Linked DNA regions of Mus musculus: all the other regions are linked to region 2. Evidence: chromatin contacts called from public promoter capture Hi-C data. All regions are on one chromosome and are shown on one strand. The core of a region is the stretch at or near the end of the contact, and the rest is flanking DNA. Distances in the headings are between cores, read along the strand shown.

Region 1 (3,978 bases), core at 931-3,430, 880 kb before region 2:
CAAGTTCAGCTTGGTCTACATAGCAACTTCTCAAACAGCCAGACTCAAAAGAGAATGTCTTAAGAAAAAGACGGAGACAGATGTTGGTATGTTTAAAGAAGAAACAAGAAGAATATTCAAGATTATAAACTACAGTAAACTGAACCCTGTTATAGTCTAGTTATTTCTAAACTGTACACATATTACACATAATGAAAGCAATCTCAATGTACATACACAAATCTAATGCAGTACTTTAAATTTATACTATATCACATACCTATATATATATTAAAATTAAATTTCAAGACATAATTATACTTCATGAAAATGCAATAAATTGTACACAGGACTTAAGCATGGTTTTGTATGTTTATTAAGCTTTCAAACTTATCACACAAAGATTTTTATTTTATACTGTCTTTGAAGAATAATGTACATGTCCTATTCATATTTGTTTTGCCATTATTACTTTTATCTAGTGAAATAATTCATATTATCTCACTTTTACAAACTTTGCCTCCATTAAATAAATATATTGCTTGGGCTGTAGAGATGGCTCAGTGGTTAAACGCACTGACTCTTCCAGAAGTCCTGAGTTCAATTCCTAACAACTACATGGTAGCTCACAACCATTTGTAATAGGATCTGATGCCCTCTTATGGTGTGTCTAAAGAGAGCAACAGTTTATTCACATACATAAATCTTTAAAGTATATACATATATATATTGCTATATTATTTTCATAGGATTGGATCTAGGTTGGTTTCTTTCAATTTGACAAGACTACCATGACCAAAAACAAACATAGTGGAGGGTCAGCATCCATCGCCATCCAGGGCAACAAGGCAAAGAGCTCAAGGCTGGAACCTGGAAACAGGAACTGAAGCAGAGACCAGGGAGTAACCTTGCTTACTGGCTTGCTCTCCATAGCATGCTTGGTTTGCTTCCTTAACAACTGCGGTCCAACCTGCCTGGGGCTGAAAAAACCCAGTGATCTGGGCCCTCTCATATCAATCATTAATCAAGAAAATGTTCCCAATCTGATGGAGGCAATTCCTCCTTTAACTACCCTCCTCTCAAGTCACTCTAGTTTGAGGCACATTGAGGTACGGGATGATAGCCTATGTAATGATTATGTAACTAACTGTCCTTTGATGTGAGGTTCATTCCAGATGGCAATACGAAACTTTGCAAAGTGAGGTAACTCGTGAGACAGGTTAAAACTGTCCTTCTTTAGCTGTCTACCACCATCGGGAATTAACGGACATCAAAACGCTCAAGGAGCCCTTCCAAAGGCCTATTCTCTTAGAAACCTAGTCTATTCTTCTATCTTGTAGTGTCCAACTTCAAGTACTTCACCAATACCACTGGGTGGTGTCATCCTCCAGTTAGAAAAGCCAGCTCTTGGCCGGGCGATGGTGGCGCACACCTTTAATCCCAGCACTCGGGAGGCAGAGGCAGGCGGATTTCTGAGTTCGAGGCCAGCCTGGTCTACAAAGTGAGCTCCAGGACAGCCAGGGCTATACAAAGAAACCCTGTCTCGAAAAAAAAACCAAAAAGAAAAAGAAAAAAAAGAAAAGCCAAATCTTGAATGTAGTGAAGGCAGAGTTTGCAGCTGCATCTTACTAATGTAGGCGCCGGGCATACTGAACTACACTGGGGTTTTTGCTCGCACTTTGAAGGGTGAGAACTGTGAATCGCTCAAGTGTCCCGCAAAAGCACAGAGTGGATCCGCGGTCCCGCCAGGACTGAAACCCTAACTCGTCAAAGCTTAGAGGAAAAACAGCCCACACTTCCGAGTCATTGTTCGTCCCTTCTTAACTTTTGAAAGACTATGACGCCATGAGGCCGAAACCTGGAGAAGGAGCGGTGTTGTCACCTGAGGACGCCGCGACGCGGGCCACGCAGCGCTCCTGCACCTCCAGGGGCCGCGGCCGGAAGTCCCGGGCGGGCTGCAGGCCACCCTGAGGTTCTCCCCCCTCCCCCAGCCGCTCCCGGTCCACGCCGTTACCTGAGGAGCCGCGGGATCCTTAAGCGCCCACTCCGCTCGCGTAGTTGCCCGGTCCTGTGGCGCCGCCACCGAGGCAGCCAATCGTCGCGCGAAACGCTGCGCGTGCCCCTGAGTAACCAAAAAGAGCAGAGCGGGCGAGAGGAAGCGCGCGAGAGCACGCGGGGACGAGGCTGCGCGCAGCGAGCATGCGCGAGTCCGCTGGCTGCCGCGGGGCGGGGCGGGACGGGGCGGGGCTTCCGGCGAGCTGGAGGGCTCAAGGATGGTTCCGGGCTGCTGGAAAGGAAGGCGACCTCGAGGTCGCGTTCTGTGGGAGGAGCTGACAACCAGTGCGCGCTAACTGGGGAAATGTGTGGTTCTCGGGCTCATCCCATGGAGTATCTTCACTGGGCAGTGGTTTCCTTCTGTGCGCAGTGCTTTGCGGGGACAGAAGGAAAGGTCCTGCGAAGTGAGCCAGAGTGAGACTTAGACATCGGCCAATGGTTTCAGAAAAGCTTTAAGGCTGGTGACATTTTGACTTCAGGACTAGAAAGGGTGTACTCAGAATGTTCAATCGCAGAACTTAAAAGAAAGGGCTGAACGCCAGGGATATTTTTAAAGCGAAGTATAGGAGTAATGTGGAATTCTATTAGATGATATAGCTGATAATATTCGAATATTTTTCTCCTTTTAAAGAAAGAGAAGTAGTGTCCCTATGCTGCCCTATCTAATCTAGAACTCCTGCACCCCACCCTAGCCACTGATGCTCTGGTAATTTAGTGTTGAGCTATTGAAGTCACTCTAACTTATCTATTTATTGAGGGCATACTACATGCCAAGTAGTCTTCTGGATGCTGGGGTAACAGTAATAATAGTAATTTTTTACACCCACAGCAGAAAATTATATTTATTTTCTGAATTAATAGACAAAGTTCGTGAAAGACTTTATTTTGGCTTATAGCAATACGAGATCCGTGTCCACCATGCTAATAAAGGCAGGATGGCAAAGTGGCTAGCCATCCAGTCAAAAAACAAGAGAATAGAAAATGGAGCTGGGCTCTATAACCAAAAAGCAGTGACCCATTTCCTCTAGCAAAGGTTCACCTTTCAGAAGTGCCACATACTCCACAAAGTAGGTGACAGGAGGAATGAAGCATGGAAAAAAAGGATGAGATGACCAGATGGAAATTATTTGGAATAAATAGAGCATAATACTAAAAAGAAAAAGTTTCATTATTTATGTAACTAATGACTAGTACTAGTGACTTGTGACAGATTCAGGCTTTAAATGCATTTTTAAATTTTATTTATTACTTTACATTAGTCGGAGTTGAATCATATTTTTATGTAAACAAACCACCACTAAAAAAATATGATTATGGTGGTACACATCTGTAATTCTGAACCTTTGAAGAGTGAACGTGAATTCCAGGACAGCCTGGGATACATAGCAAAAGTTTCCAAAAAAGAGGCCACACTAACTTCTAAACAATGAGCCCTAGCAGGGCAGTGGTGGCACACACCTTTAATCCAGCACTTGGGAGGCAGAGGCAGGCGGATTTCTGGGCTCAAGGCCAGCCTGGTCTACAAAGTGAGTTCCAGGACAGCCAGGGCTACAGAGAAACTGTCTCAAAAAAACAAAAAAGAAAAAAATGAGCCCCCATAAAATGAAAAATTGTGTACTTTCAGTATACAGTAGTGTTCCAGAGATTAAGATAGCAAGGGAAGATCAAGTAAGAAAAACACTGAAATTCAGCACAGCAGACATAAAATCTTGAAGCTCCATATTCAACAGCTGGAATTCTTTGGACTCCAATAAGCTTGCACAACCCTGTGGGCACTAGCTCTCTTGCCTATAAGTCATGTAGCCTTCCATCCACACCTGCACCTCAGTGGATGTCCCACAGTTGTAGTATCTCCAACATCACCTCCCAAGCGTCATACAAGAGCCTCTCTGGACCTCTTCAGGTGTGAAGGGATTTGTGCAGGCCTGTGCTATAACGTTCCAG
Region 2 (3,962 bases), core at 615-3,114:
CTTGCAGTCACCACAAAGAAAACAGCGTGCAGCACCTTAATCATTCCCAAATGTGTGATAAAAAGTCTTCTACTTAGTTTTTTAAAAAAAATCTGATTTCATTACTTGGTACAGAACAAGGACTCTTAGACTCCACATTACAATTGTCACCCATTAACCAGAAACTCAGAGACAAAGTGTGTTAACATTGCGATGAATCGTGAACTTCTATTACAGATATGAGTGACTTGAATGAGAGGGTGCTTGAATCTTGTGAAGATTGTATTGTCAAACCTAAGTTTACATCTTTCTGCTAACAAGGAAACAGACCAGCTTTCTCAAGATCCTGTTAAGTCTGATAATACCAGAAGTCTCTGGATATAAGTGAGTAAAAGGCTCCTTAGACAGGTAAAAGGAGTTCTTTCATTTTTACTCTCCTTATCCTAGTGTCCCTTAATTCCTTATTTCTTCCTTTATTCAGTCTGCTCTCTAAGGATAGACTACCCATTAACTTCATACTTCCACTTCCTGTATGTTAAATGCACTCAACTATCATGAAGAAGAGTTTTAAATCGTTTGTTTGCTTGCTTGCTTGCCTGCTTGCTTTTCGAGCTTTGGTTTCTTTGTGTAGCCCTTGCTGTCCTGGAACTCACTTTGTAGACCAGGCTGGCCTCATAAGGGATTTACCTGCCTCTACCTCCCTAGTGCTTTGGGATTAAAGGCCTGAGCCACTGCCGCCAGAGTTTTAATTCTTTTGTCCTTTATCTTTTAAGCTTGTTTTAAAAATTTAATAGAGCCAGGCATGGTGGAGCATGCCTTTAATCCCAGCATCCGGGAGGCAGAGGCAGGCAGATTTCTGAGTTTGAGGCCAGCTTGGTCTACAGAGTGAGTTCCAGGACAGCCAGGGTTATACAGAGAAACCCTGTCTCAAAGGAAAAAAAAATTAATAGAACTCTACATTATAAAATTATAACTTTTTTCGCTAAAATAAAGCTATCTAATAATACCCAACAAGAGTCGATTTAGTTTTATATCCTAATTTTAAAGAGTGTGGTTACATGGAATAAATTGGTCTTTTCTTTCTTTCTTTCCTTCTTTCTTTCTTTCTTTCTTTCTTTCTTTCTTTCTTTCTTTCTTTCTTTCTTTCTTTCTTCCTTTTCTTTCTTGTTGTTTTGTTTTGAGGCAGGGTTTCTCTGTGTAGCCCTGGCTGTCCTGGAACTCACTCTGTAGACAAGGCTGGCCTCGAAATCCGCCTGCCTCTGCCTCCCAAGTGCTAGGATTAAAGGCGTGCGCCACCACTGCCCGGCTGGTTTATATTTCTATTGGATTTATATTGAAACAATTTTAAGGTCAAGTGTCCAGTGATTGCACTGAGAACCCGTTGCATGTCAGAACTTTGACATAAACTATTTTGCAGGTGTAGTCATCAATGTCGTTCTATGGTAGGAAAAAGAAGCATAATGTAGCCCTTGTGTTCTTTTTAAATTCCTCATATCAAACAGTCTTATAGAGATGAAAATGTTCTATCCAGTAACGATCATCCTGGGTCAAGTTTCTAGTAATTAGAAAATTGTAAAGCACTGCTCCATCACTAACCCGCAATCTTTTTCCAAGACAACTCGACTGTTAACATTTTAAATTTTAATAGCGGGACTCAAATTCTAACACTTAAGAGTAAGGCTCTGCCAACATTCACAGGGAGCATCTAAGAGCCAAGTAGGTTTCTAAACCAAGGTGGACCACAGAAAACACCACCAGACAGAAGGTCCAGCTTCACATACACAAGTTCCCTCGGAGCACAGCTATCCTTGCTCTTGATTGGTCTTCCTGTGTGTCTGTCACACACAGAGGGTGGGGCCTATCCTCAAGCTCTAAGTGAGACGCTCTAGTTTTACGTCATCTCAGTGCGACGAAGTCCGCGAGGGAGGGGTGGGGTGAGCGCTGTTCGCGGTGGTTGGGGGGCTGCTTTGAAGGTGTCATGGCTGCTGCTGCGGAGCTTAGTTCCTCAAGCGGCAGCGAGAGGAGCCTGGAGCAATGCTCCAGCCCCCTCCTCACCCGCGAGGTCCTCTGCGAAGTCTTTCGCTCCTTGCACACCCTGACAAGACAGGTAAGTGGGGGTGCGGCGGGGAAGGGGTGGGTGGGGAGGGAGAGCATCCCGGTCCTTGTCCCCTTAGTTCTCTCGGAGGCGGGGGTCGCGGAGCCCCGCTGGCACGGTGTGTGCCGCTGGTGTGCCGTGGCCGGGCTGTGACACCCGGAAGACCCTGGGCCCAGCTCCTGGGACCGGGAGATGCCAGCGGCACGCTTGATGGCCAAGGTCTGGAGAAAACTGGGGTCCTGGCGACGAAAGCTTGCCCAAAAGATGCCTAAAAGGTGATGAGGGTGAAGGAGGTTCCTGGCGATCACGGTCCTTTTGCCTCCAGTGTATTTATCGCAGAAACTCACTGGTTAATATGGCCTGAAACTTTTCCTAGCGCCATCCCCACTCCTTGGGGGGTGATTTACTCTGGGGTTTTTTGTTTATTTGTTTGTTTTTCTGTTTTTTGTTTCTCTTGCCATTTATTGCATCTCTTACTCTTTTAAACGGGGAGGGATATATAAGGATTTCCACAATTTCATTTGTAGTATACCTAAATTTTAGTGTGAATTGTTGGATGAGTTATGTGTGGCCACTTCTAACTACATTACGACTGTCGTGTAGCTTAGCTAATTGCTCTTTACAGAAAATGTCACAGTAAACCTGGATTTTAAAAACTAGGTTACACTTTACTAGATAGTCGTGATGTAAATGAGGCAATGTTTAAATAAGGAACAAAAGTATGTTTGCCTGCTTTTAGAAGAGTTTTGTGTCAAACATGTTTCCTAATTTGTTTGGGGACTGGTTATAGTGCTTGAAATGGACACAGCACACATTTATGTCAAGGGCAGTGGTACCACCAGTGAGAATAGGACATTTACCTGATTTGTGAGGATTATTTTTAAAATCCTTAGTTGGAAAACCTTAGTAAGTTTATTCTGACTGGCAAACTACTTGAGTTGTACATTCTGTTTGGTGTTACTGGACTTCGAAAAGTTAAAAAAAATTAAACTCAGTTGCTTGATAAGCAATTAGGAAAAAAATTCTTACAAAGTCTTAAGCACTTTCCTTATTAATATTTCAGTAGTAACATCTCAGATCTTTAAATAGTTTAAAAGTTAGAGAACTTTTTGGCGTGGATTTGGAACTTAAAGATTTATTCATTTATATTTCTAATGTCAAGATGAGAAAAATCTTCTCAAATATTATGCTTAGAAATTGCAAAATAATTTACATTGATAAATTATTTGAATTATAAAATATCTAAATTTTGCATACTGAGTTTTTTAATTATATAAATTTATCTCAAAGGTTCAAATGGAAAAATGATTAAACTTAACTTATGCCACTTGCCAAAAATGTGTAGAGAAAATGAAGTTTTTGTAACAGTAAAGGGTCCTTTAACAAGTGTCAAATATAAGATTTTTTAAAAAATTAATTAAATGCTATTTTAGTAATATGTATTTTGAGATGCGTGATTAAGGATGAAAGCCATCCACACTTATAAAGTTGCCCCTGCGGAATGTGTCCTTTCGCAACAAATTAAAGGGACTTTTAAGATGTAAATTGTAATATGTCTAAGTTCACCTTAAATATCATTGAATTATTAGCGCTTTTCGATAGAAAGTGTAAAACTGAATTGTTAAAAAGCATTTTTCCTTCAAATGCAACTAATGTGTTTCTACTGAACATACATGACTGAGTAGTCAGTGTTAATAGTGTGTTAATAGAAAAATTTGAACGCCTGATTACTGTCCCAAGGATTATGGGATAAAAATTCATAGAATCCATATGTTACTGGGGAATTTGCTGAATGAATAATTGGATTATTTGGGGGCCATTTTTAAGTTAATTTGTCACCTTACTGTTTGGTTTCCATAAAAGATCAAGTGTCTCCAGTTGCCTTTGA
Region 3 (4,194 bases), core at 1,641-4,140, 870 kb before region 2:
CAGTAAACATTCAGTCATAGATGGGGAAAGGGCTCATGGGTCACACCCAGTGACATAACCGCTGGTTAGTTACTCAAGTTCTAGTGAACAGCTTCACGCCTGTCCCCACCCAAGTGGCCCTGGTTAAAGCCATTGAGTCACAAGGCAAAAACAAAACACAGAAAGACACAAAAGTGATAGGGAGGAAGAGTGTGACTGGTGGTGGTAGAAGAAGAAAGAGAGGCCAAGGGACATATGGGGCCAGAATGTGACATGTAATAGTTCATATATATATATATATATATATATATATATATATATATATAGTATATATATATATGTGTGTGTGTGTGTGTGTGTGTGTGTGTGTGTGTGTGTGTGTATGTCTGCCTACCTTCCTACCTACCTGTCTACCTAGTGCATCCTGCCTCCAGCTTGTGACTCACTTAGTCTAGATAGAGTGGGGAGTGGAAGTCACTATCTAAAACAAGTTATCCAGAAAAGCTTATATATCATATAGAAGGGAGTGGGGAGGTTTTTTGTTTTATCGATAGTATCATTTGAGGCTCTAAAATGGGCTGGTGTGTTGATGGGGGAGGGTGGTCATCTAAGAAAAAATAAGAAACCAATGATATGAGGTTTGGTATAACAAGAGACAGCCATTTCCTTCCTTCCTTCCTTCCTTCCTTCCTTCCTTCCTTCCTTCCTTCCTTCCTTCCTTTCTTCTTTCTTTCTTTCTTTTTTTTCTTTCTTTTTTTCTTTTTTTTCTTTCTTTTTTTCTTTTCTTTCTTTCTTTCTTTCTTTCTTTCTTTCTTTCTTTCTTTCTTTCTTTCTTTTTTTTGTGTTTTGTTTTGTTTTCGAGAGACAGGGTTTTTCTGTGTAGCCCTGTCTGTCCTGGAACTCACTTTGTAGACCAGGCTGGCTTCAAACTCAGAAATCTACCTGCCTCTGCCTCCCAAGTGCTGGGATTAAAGGCGTGTGCCACCACCACCTGGCTGAGACAGCCATTTTAAAGTGAACAGTCATTGCCACTTAGCACATTCACAGTGTTGTGGAGCCACCATCTTTATCTAGCTTCCAAGTATTTCCTCCAACCCTCTGCAGGTTCTCAGAATCAAATGAGTCACTTGTTTCAAACCATAATCAAACAGCAAATTAAATCATTAGTTGGAAATGAGGGACCCCATGTACACATACCTAAGATAAAAATTGTTACAGAAATTCCCTGAAGTGTTCTTTTATTTATAAGCTTGTAACAACATTTCCAGAACACTTTCCATTCTGAAGTTTCCCACAGGAGTCAAGGACAGCTGGCCTAATGCACACAATAGCTTGCAGAGTAAGCTGTCTCTGTAGCGGAACTGTTTCAGAACAAATACTATGAACTTCTCTCTTTTGCCTCTACAGATTTCTTCTTACCTCAGACTCGCTGGACTGACTCTTAGACCCCTGTGGTCTGTGTGTTCTGTATTATAATTCTCTCGTTTAATCCCAAATAATTTCATTGCCTTTAGAAATGCTCTGCTATCATTCAGGCAGGTAGACCAAAAAAGAAATAAGGTACCCATTAAGTGGTCATCTTTTTCTTCTCTTTGTTAGCATTTTGTCTAAGCGCTGCCTGACTCACTATAAAAGGGACTGCTTGCCCCCTCCTCTCTGTCTCTCTTGCTCTTGCCTTCTTGCTCCCTCCCCCTCCCCTCCCATTAACCTCCCCCCCCTCTCCACGTGCTCATGGTCAGCCTCTTCTTTCTCTTCTCTTCTCTTCTCTTCTCTTCTCTTCTCTTCTCTTCTCTTCTCTTCTCTTCTCCTTCTCCTTCTCCTTCTCCTTTCCCCCACCCCTGCCTCTACTACCCTCTTGACTCCCCCCTCCCCCCATGCCCTGAATAAACTCTATTCTACACTATACTGTTGTGTGTGTGGTCCCTCAGGGAGAAGGATGCCTCAGCATGGGCCTACCGAGGGACCCCCTTCCCCTACACCTGACTACACCTCCATAGAACATATCCCCCCCAGCCAGGCGGTGGAGGGGCACGCCTTTAATCCCAGCACTTGGGAGGCAGAGGCAGGCGGATTTCTGAGTTTGAGGCCAGCCTGGTCTACAGAGTGAGTTCCAGGACAGCCAGGGCTATACAGAGAAATCCTGTCTCGAAAATCAAAAAAACAAACAACAAAACAAAACAAAACAAAACAAAACAAAACAAAACAAAAGAACATACCCCCCCCCGCTTTAATCTTTTTATTTTATTTTATTTTATTTTATTTTATTTTATTTTATTTTATTATGAACACATCATATGATGCGAATCTCTGCAGGTTTGCATCCCTCCTGCTATCACAGGACCCTGCCCCTTGCGTTCTGCCACGTTGCTTTCCCATGCTGACCATCTGGTGCCCCTATACTTGAACTCTCTCTTGAGTGGGACTCCTGCGCTCTGCCCGCCAAGGCTGGCACCACCCCTGCCTGGCTGCTTGGCTCGCAGCCGCGGGAAAAACAGTTTTGGCCCTGCCTGCCCTATTTGCCCCTGTTGCTGTCGCCACTGCCTTCTTTGACCACTATTGTAGCTGCTTTTGGATGTCTTTGTTGCCTGGCTGCCTGCCTCAGCTGCGAGAAAAACGGTTTTCGCCCTGTCCAAGAAGCCACACGCCTGTACTTGTTCACACTCGCCCACAAGGGCGTGTGAGTTCTCTCTCTCTCTCCTCTCTCTCCGTCTCTCTTCTCTCCTCTCTCTTGGGAAGTGAGCGGCTAGTCCTGCCATTGGCCACAAGAATACCCTGGCCACAAGAATAGTGCACAAGTTACTAGGATATGGGATGCTACTTCAGGCGCTCCCCGCTCCCCGACCCCAAGCACTGGGTCGCTGCTTCCTGCCTTTGGAGGAAGTCCCACCCTGCTCGGTCTAAGTAAACACACTGCACAACTGCCCGCTGCTGCTGTCAACACCGCTGTCTCGAAATGAAGGCAGAGACAGCCAGTCTCTCTTGAATGCCATCTGACCTATTTTGCCTCCTAGCGATCTGTGCTTTTCAGACTGTGCAGGTGTCCCATGCCACCAGCCAGCCAGGGTATTCGAGCCTGGTGCCTCAACAGCACATACTCGCGCACCTGTCTCCACGGTCCAGCCTGCTCTCTTTACAATCCAGTTCATCAAGGATACATGCCTGTGCCCGCAGCCTCTTCTCACAGCCTGCCCACTGACTTTGTGTCACAGGCCTGGACCCACTGGGACAAGCTCACTTTCTGTCACCATGATCTTATGCCACTGCTGTCAGCTCTCTGGTCCACACCAACTCTAAGTCAAGTGTTTCTCTACTACTACAAAGCCAAATATTTCTCTGCTAATGCAAAATGTGTTTTTCTTTACTTACACCACATGTCAAAGTTACTTAAGATTTTCGTTCCTATCCTGTCTTGATAAATAATGATTTTTGCTACTGCCATTAAATTATGGTGTGCTCTATTCAGATATGACCAATTGATATAGCTCTCAATCTTGTCAGAAGTCTGCTAATTATTAATATACTTAAGTTTATGACAGACAGAATCTCCCAAGACCTAACAACTTACCCCCAAGGTCTCAGAGGATATGGACACAACTACAAGAGGCTGCCTGGGTTGTGGTATGATAACCAATCAGAAACACAGTGGACAAAACTGGATACCCTGAGTCAAATGACATATATGGTCTAAATCAAGGTAAGCCATTTCTCACACTTGTCCATTCCACGGGAAAAAGAAAAAAGCCCTCCATCTTCTGGGCTTGAAAGCCAGACTGACTACGCCCACATTGCCATCGAGACCATAGAGACCATAGAGACCATAGGGAACTGTTAGGACTATAGGTACACTCTGCCACTTTTTAAATAATATATGACTGCTAGATTATAACTTATTCTTCCTCAGATTTATGACTCCATTGACAGCTAAGGTAACTGTAGCTGGACAGATAGAAAACAGACCTAACTCTTCACCTAAACTCAGTTTCTAGGGACTAGTTCAGCTGTAAGCTTTCACAGATGTAATCTGTTATTTCTTACACAAACTCAGTTTCCATCAACTAAATGCTTCATATTTCCTATTTTTTGCTATGTCACTGTCCTAACATTATTCGAGTTCTTATAAATTTGCCTAACTCTAACAAAACATTCCACTATATGATCCAACGATATAATCACAAATTCTTTTTCTTTCTGTTCCACAAAAGGCTCATCTTAAAG

The links. Promoter capture Hi-C pulls out the DNA fragments that hold promoters and counts their contacts.
Region 1: a promoter capture Hi-C map of pre-B cells shows a contact between it and region 2. The contact joins the promoter of Mipol1 here to the promoter of Mbip in region 2. A contact is called at or near these places in 12 of 39 promoter capture datasets (the 3T3-L1 cell line, 3T3-L1-derived adipocytes, the C10 cell line and 7 more), 3 of 484 Hi-C or Micro-C datasets (CD4 T cells, pre-B cells and regulatory T cells), 1 of 115 datasets of contacts at active chromatin or transcription factors (extraembryonic endoderm stem cells) and 2 of 9 other capture datasets (adipose tissue and liver).
Region 3: a promoter capture Hi-C map of liver shows a contact between it and region 2, with 4 times the contacts expected there. The contact joins the enhancer-like site here to the promoter of Mbip in region 2. A contact is called at or near these places in 6 of 39 promoter capture datasets (the 3T3-L1 cell line, 3T3-L1-derived adipocytes, hippocampal neurons and 2 more), 3 of 484 Hi-C or Micro-C datasets (CD4 T cells, Th1 cells and regulatory T cells) and 1 of 9 other capture datasets (adipose tissue).

What each region holds. Positions count from the first base shown.
Region 1 is chr12:57,228,627-57,232,604 of GRCm38.p6, reverse strand. Mipol1 (mirror-image polydactyly 1) reads right to left here and starts at 2,180. Exons shown (of 10, transcript NM_001164370.1): 1 at 1,994-2,180. It overlaps Prps1l3 (phosphoribosyl pyrophosphate synthetase 1-like 3), which reads right to left and starts at 2,193. Exons shown (of 2, transcript NM_001037746.3): 1 at 1,994-2,193.
Region 2 is chr12:56,343,796-56,347,757 of GRCm38.p6, reverse strand. Mbip (MAP3K12 binding inhibitory protein 1) reads left to right here and starts at 1,864. Exons shown (of 9, transcript NM_145442.2): 1 at 1,864-2,086. The coding sequence starts at 1,958.
Region 3 is chr12:57,210,422-57,214,615 of GRCm38.p6, reverse strand. No RefSeq gene overlaps it. Among named protein-coding and RNA genes, the nearest start is that of Gm40426, 14 kb to the left of the region's middle. Within about 2 kb of position 2,890, at least 172 of the 459 cell types and tissues checked have an H3K27ac peak or open chromatin away from gene starts, as enhancers often do. A contact at or near this core is called in Th1 cells, adipose tissue, liver and 1 more, where this site is marked.